2 separate regions of the Danio rerio genome follow, and region 1 is linked to region 2. Evidence: chromatin contacts called from public HiCAR-type data. All regions are on one chromosome and are shown on one strand. Each heading gives the region's core, a stretch centred on a gene start, on an enhancer-like site or on the middle of the called end of the contact. The rest is flanking DNA. Distances are from core to core; before and after follow the strand shown.

Region 1 (3,579 bases), core at 523-3,022, 220 kb after region 2:
TCTATTATAGTGATTCTACAGTTGCTATGGTAACACAAGTACTATATTGATTGATCTGTTGTGGTGATTCTTTAGTTGCTATGGTAACACAAGAACTATTATTAGTTGATCTGTTGTGGTGATTCTATAGTTGCTATGGTAACACAATTACTATTATTAGTTGATCTGTTGTGCTGATTCTATAGTTGCTATGGTAACACAAGTACTATTATTAGTTGGTATGTTGTGGTGATTCTATAGTTGCTATGGTAACACAAGAACTACTATTAGTTGATCTGTTGAGGTGATTCTATAGTTGCTATGGTCACACAAGTACTATTATTAGTTGGTCTGTTGTGGTGATTCTATCGTTGCTATGGTAACACAAGTACTATATTGATTGATCTAATGTGGTGATTCTATAGTTGTTATGGTAACACAAGAACTATTATTAGTTGATCTGTTGAGGTGATTCTATAGTTGCTATGGTAACTCAAGTACTATTATTAGTTGATCTGTTGAGGTGATTCTATAGTTGCTATGGTAACACAAGTACTATTTTTAGTTGATCTGTTGAGGTGATTCTATAGTTGCTATGGTAACACAATTACTATTTTTAGTTGGTCTGTTGTGGTGATTCTATAGTTGCTATGGTAACACAAGAACTATTATTAGTTGATCTGTTGTGGTGATTCTATAGTTGCTATGGTAACACAAGTACTATATTGATTGATCTGTTGTGGTGATTCTATAGTTGCTATGATAACATAAGTACTATATTGATTGATCTGTTATGGTGATTCTGTAGTTGCTATGGTAACACAAGTACTATATTGATTGATCTGTTGTGATGATTCTACAGTTGCTATGGTAATACAACAACTACAGTAAATGATCAGTTGCAGTGATTCTATTGTTGCTATGGTAGCACATTAATTGATCTGTTGCAGTGATACTATAGTTGCTATGGTAACACAAGTGCTATATTAATTGATCTATTGCGGTGATTTTATAGTTGCTATGGTATCATGAACTATAATTAATTGTTCTGTCGTGATTCTATAGTTGCTATGGTAACACATTAATTGATCTTTTGCAGTGATTCTATAGTTGCTATGGTAACACAAGTAATATGTTAATTGAACTGTTGTGGTAATTCTATAGTTGCTATGGTAACACAATAACTATAGTAATTGATCTGTTGTGGTTTTGCAGTTGCTATGGTAACACAGCAACTATGTTAATATAAACAAATGACCCAATACTCTAGTGTTACTATAAGGTGTAATATACTACAATACACTACAGTTACTGTTGTAAAAACTAAACTACAGTATTCATTACAGCTGATCAGTTCAGTGCTGGAGCATTGCTAATACTACAATAGTACAAAACACTTCACTATATTAAGAACTATATCACTCTAACCAGACAACCCAATCTGGCAACCCTGTTCAATTCATCTCTTTTTCATGATGTGACCGAATGACTGGAGACATTTACGGTTTTCCTTCTTTTACAGGACGGATGTGGACTCATACCTGCGGTTAATAATGAAGCTCTTGTGCTGTAATTGGAAGTAAAGCGCTTCATTATTTCTCCACATTGTCTCCAGCTAACAGAATGGCTGTGTTTTTATGGCCGGGGTGGTCGCGGACCCCCCGCCGCCGCCCCTCCGCTGCTGTCCTGGCCAAGTGGAGCAGAAAGCAGCGATTGTGCACTTTTATTGAACTGTAATGGACTGATTCATCGTGGGCTTCAGGAGTCAGGCTCCTCTGGATTACCTTCCCAGTGGAGGGTTGCCAGATCTGTATTAAAATAAATGAGAAGAGCCGGAGCCAAGAAGCAGAGCCAGAGGATATTGCTCCATCCCAGGTCCCGGCCTTTAGAAGAGTGCTTCAGTAACTGTGTCTGACACCAGATCACCAGCTTTTCTACATCAGCACCAGTGTTGGGTGCGATGAGGAGTAATTAGTGCTGTAATTATTGCACTTTTCTAAAGTAATCTAAAGGATCATTTGTAGGTATTTACACTGTAAAATCAGGTATCAATGTGAGCTATTTACAATGTAGCAAATAAAAAAGACTAAGGCCATGTTCACACATTCACGGGTAATACTATGTTTGCTGTGGTAACAACAAGAACTGAATTAATTGATCTGTTGTGGTGATTCTATAGTTGCTATGGTAACACAAGTACTATACTAATTGAGCTTTATAGTTTCTATGGTGACACATTTGTTGTAGTGATCCTATAGTTGCTATGGTAACAACGACTATTGTAATTGATCTGTTGTGGTGATTCTATAGTTGCTATGGTAACACATTAGTTGATCTGTTGTAGTAATTCTATAGTTGCTATGGTAACAACACCTACAGTAATTGATCTGTTGTGGTGATTCTGTAGTTGCTATGGTAACACATTAGTTGATCTGTTGTAGTAATTCTATAGTTGCTATGGTAACAACACCTACAGTAATTGATCTGTTGAGGTGATTCTATTGTTGTTATGGTAACATTATTTGATCTATTGAAGTGATTCTACAATTGCTATGGTAACACATTAATAGATCTGTTGTGGTGATTCTGTAGTTGCTATGGTAACCCAAGTACTGTATTGCTTGATCTGTTGTGGTAATTATATAGTTGCTATGGTAACACATTAATGGATTTGTTGTGGTGATCCTATAGTTGCTATAGTAGCACAACAACTTTAGTAATTGATCTGTTGTGGTGATTTTATTGTTGCTATGGTAACACAACAACTATATTAATTGATCAGTTGTGGTGATTCTATGGTTGCTATGGTAACACATTCATTAATTTGTTGTGATTCTATAGTTGCTATGGTAACATATTAATTGATCTGTTGTGGTGATTCTATAGTTGCTATGGTAACACAAGTACTGTATTGATTGATCCGTTTGTAGTGATTATAAAATTGCTATGGTAACACATAAATTGATCAGTTATGGCGATTCTATAGTTGCTATGGTAACACATGCATTGTTCTGTTGTGATTCTATAGTTGCTATGGTAACATAAGTACTATAATAATTGATCTATTGTCGTGACTAAACAGTTGCTATGGTAACACATTAATTGATCTGTTGCAGTGATTCTATAGTTGCTATGGTAAAACAAGTAATTTATTGATTGATCTGTTTTAGTCATCCTGTTTATTACAGTTGATCGGTTCACTATAGTTAATACCACAGTATTTGAAGCATTCATTACCAAAGAACTGTAAATACTGTAATGTGTACATTTTACTATAGTACGTTTAAAAAAATCTCCTTAGTTTTCTTGATGTGTGTGTTCAGGAGGCGATCCGCTGGAGCCTGGAGTGTGTGTGTGTGTTCATCTGCTCTGGAATGATGTGGATCTCCAGCTGAGCTTGATCTCAGTGTTGGAGCAGGTCAAGCAGAAGCCGTGTTTGTGTCTCCTTCCAGACTCCTGCAGATAATGCAATAGAGCAGGGAAATCCGAGACGCTTCATCCACACTATATTATGACCTGTGGAGGAGAAGAAGGCTCTCGGCTTCCTGGAGACTAAATTAAATCACATGCCCAGGTGTTAGGGGTTATTCTGTGACACGC
Region 2 (3,876 bases), core at 1,270-3,769:
AAGGGAGAATGTCAATCAAAGTGTTTCATTCATCAAGTCTGATTATAACAAACACAATTATTTCATGTTGACCATTAGAGGCTGGAGATATTCATATTAAACCCTGCATAAAAGTAATTTTTTCATAATATGTCCCTTTTATATCAGTGTTGTTTGATTACCTTCATTTTATTAGTCGACACAAACCGCCCGTAGGACATGAAAAGCAGATCTGTATGAACTGATCATGGGAACCTGCTGAACTTCTGCTAATCCACGTCAGAGGAGAGTCACTAATTACACTGATGTCCGCAGAAAGACTCAACACAGAGGACAGTGTCAGGCTTTGCAGGCCCTCTGTAGTGTGCAATGAAGAGAAGTGCACTAGATATAGTCAGAGGCCATGAAAGAGGAGAAACTAAAACACAAGAGCATCATCAGCACAATTAAGAATTATAGGAACTCTTGTTTACTTTTGTGATGTGTTCGAAAACTGTATAAATAAACCATTAAAAAAATAGCCCAGAGCGCCGTCTGATGATGAAAACTAGCCTAGAGCACCGTTAAAAACTAGCCTAGAGCACTGTATGCTGTTAATAATATCCCAGAGCACGGTCTACTACGGTTGGGCGATGTTGACCAATTTGGCATTGTACGATGTCTAAAGTGAAACATCACAATAGACAATGCCATCGTCGTCGTAGGCGGGGGTGGTTATTAAATTTCAATTAAATCAAAACGAATTAATTATTTGTAGCCAACTGTTTTCACTACCTGACCCGCATGGTCTTTGCTTTACCCATAACCAAACCATTAAAAAATAAAGTTACAAACAAATGACCACCTGGCACCTGTCAATCACTTTTTTTCTGAAGGACTCTTGCATGAATGGGCAGTGATCTGTGTTGTTATAATGGCTTTTCCCACAGCTGGTGGAGGAGACGAGAGTTCGGTTGGCCCTGTGCACCGTCTACTGTTACAACTAGCCAAGAGCACTATTTAAAACTAACCTAGAGCGTCGTCTACTGTTTAAACTAGCCTAGAGTGTCATCTACATTTAAAACTAGCCTAGAGCATCGTCTGCTGTTTAAACTAGCTTAGAGCGCCATTTAAAACTTAACTAGAGCACCGTCTACTGTTACAACTAGTCTAGAGCACGATTTAAAACTAACCTGGATCGTCTACTGTTTAAACTAGCCTAAAGATTCATCTACTTTTAAAACTAACCTAGAGCGTCATCTACTTTAAACTAGCCTAGAGTGTCATCTACATTTAAAACTAGCCTAGAGCGTCGTCTGCTGTTTAAACTAGCCTAGAGCGCCATTTAAAACTTAACTAGAGCACCGTCTACTGTTACAACTAGTCTAGAGCACTATTTAAAACTAACCTGAATCGCCGTCTACTGTTTAAACTAGCCTAAAGAGTCATCTACTTTTAAAACTAGCCTAAAGTGTCATCTACATTTAAAACTTGCCTAGAGCGTCATCTACTGTTTAAACTAGCCTAAATTGTCATCTACATTTAAAACTAGCCAAAAGTGTCATCTACATTTAAACCTAGCCTAGAGCGTCGTCTACCGTTTAAACTAGCCTAGAGCGTCAACTACTGTTTAAACTAGCCTAAATTGTCATTTACATTTAACACTAGCCTAGAGCGTCATCTGCTGTTAAAACTAGTCTAGAGCGTCGTCTGCTGTTAAAACTAGTCTAGAGCGCAGTCTACTGTTACAACTAGCCTAGAGCACTGTCTGCTGTTAAAATTAGTCTAGAGCGTCGTCTACTGTTAAAAACTAGTCTAGAGTATGGTCTACTGTTAAAACTAGCCTAAAGCGTCGTCTGCTGTTAAAACTAGCCTAGAGTGCCATATACTGTTTAAACTAGCCTAGAGCATCATCTACTTTTAAAACTAGCCTAGAGCGTTGTCTGTTACATCGCCTAGAGTAGTATTTAAAACTAACCTACAGCGTTGTTTACTGTTAAAACTAGCTTAGAGCATCATCTACTGTTAAAACTAGCCTAGAGTACTATTTAAAACTAACCTAGAGCGTTGTCTACTGTTTAAACTAGCCTAGAGCACCATCTACTGTTAAAACAAGCCTAGAGTGCAGTCTACTGTTAAAACTAGCCTAGAGGGTCATCTACTTTTACAACAAGCCTGGAGCGTCGTCTACTGTTAAAACTAGCCTAGAGCATTGTCTACTGTTAAAACTAGCCTAGAGCACTATTTAAAACTAGCCTAAAGTGTCATCTACTATGAAAATCTAGCCTACAGGGTCCTTAAAAACAGCCACAAAACCAAAAGATTACCCAAAGAACACAGAAGTAATGAAACTGTTAATGTCAGCATGTCCTTAAAAAAGACATTAACAACAAAAACAACCCTGTTTAATGAACATAATCTCAGTTAATAGATAATGGAAAAATAAAAACTGTCAGCAAAGAAAAGGCAGTGTGGTGAATGTGGCAGAAACTGAATGAAGCAGCAGAGACACAGAGCTCATTTTCTCCTGGCTGGTCACGGCTGACAGATGTGCGGTAAAACCTGCAAACAGCAGCCATTTTCTCCTGAGTGGCACAGCAGATGAACCACAAGCAACACATCCATGGTACACTCATCACTCATGCTGCACACCACTCACAGCTGGACAAACCACTGATCATTATTAGCAAAAATAAATAAAGAAATAAAGAAATTAAATGAAATGAAATAAGGACTAAACTGAAGAAAAAGAATAAATTAAAAATTGTAAAAAACTAAATACCAAAACTAAATAGAAAATCAAAGAAATTTAAATAAAATAAAACGCAAACCATAACTAAATAGAAAATTAAATTGAAATAAACCAAAACTAAATAGAAAAAAATACATTAAACAAATAAGCCTAAAAACTAAATATAAAATAAAATAAAAATAAATTAAGCCAAAAAACAAACAGACAAAACTACAGAGAAAATTTAAATAATAAAAAAACATAACTAAATAGACAATATGATTTAAATTAAACAACAAATAAACCAAAACTACATATAAAATAAATTAAATGAAAATAAAATAACAAATAAGCCTAAAAAAACTAAATAGAAAATAAAATAAAAATAACAAAAAAAAAACAACAAATATTACTATTTGTAATAATATAAACGAAAACTAAATAAAACATTAAAATTTAATACAAAAATACCAAAAAATAATAATAATAATTTAAATATATAAAAACACCAAAACAAAACAGAAATAAAGAAATTTAAATAAAATAAAAAATAAACAAATACATAAAAAATAATGAAAATAAAATGAAATAAAATAACAAACAAACCTAAAAACTAAATAGAAAATAAAATAAAAAATAAAAAAATAACAAAAAATTATAATTTAAAATAAAGCAAAAATTTACAAAAACAAAAGAAAAAACAAATAAAAAATAAGACTAAACAAAAGCAAAAAGTCTTGCCTTTTCACAATGGATGACTCATTTGTAAGTCCCTTTTGACAAAAGTATCTGCTAAATTAATAAACAGAAACGCATTGAGGAAGAAAGATTGACTTTACAACCCAAATAAAACCAACTGCAGAAAACTACAAGGCAGACTTCTTCTGTATTTAATATGCATCAATATTATTTATAAATTACTGTCATGGTTTCCGCTACATTCATTCTTCTATGGCCGGGCGCCAAGCCAAAATTCATCCCGCCAAGCTACATTACAGCTTCTCATTCAAAACATTTTATTTTTTATTAGCGGGTTAAAATCGCACCAAAATGTATTAAAGGGTAAGTGACATATAACAGCGCAAACTTTTCTGTAACCGTTTAGTGCTGTGCATCATTTGTTTAACCCTTTAAGGTTACGTGCTGACTGACAGGTGCATGATGCGTGAGGCTAGCAAACACAACGT

The links. HiCAR-type assays count read pairs that join an accessible place to other places.
Region 1: a HiCAR-type map of caudal fin shows a contact between it and region 2, with 8 times the contacts expected there. The contact joins two enhancer-like sites. A contact is called at or near these places in 3 of 18 Hi-C or Micro-C datasets (caudal fin, embryo and an unstated tissue) and 1 of 4 datasets of contacts at active chromatin or transcription factors (caudal fin).

What each region holds. Positions count from the first base shown.
Region 1 is chr9:57,600,894-57,604,472 of GRCz12tu, forward strand. No RefSeq gene overlaps it. Among named protein-coding and RNA genes, the nearest start is that of nlgn4xb, 63 kb to the right of the region's middle. Within about 2 kb of position 1,773, at least 4 of the 62 cell types and tissues checked have an H3K27ac peak or open chromatin away from gene starts, as enhancers often do.
Region 2 is chr9:57,384,907-57,388,782 of GRCz12tu, forward strand. All of the region lies in intron 1 of tbl1x (transducin beta like 1 X-linked), which reads right to left. Among named protein-coding and RNA genes, the nearest start is that of tbl1x, 9.3 kb to the right of the region's middle. Within about 2 kb of position 2,520, at least 40 of the 62 cell types and tissues checked have an H3K27ac peak or open chromatin away from gene starts, as enhancers often do.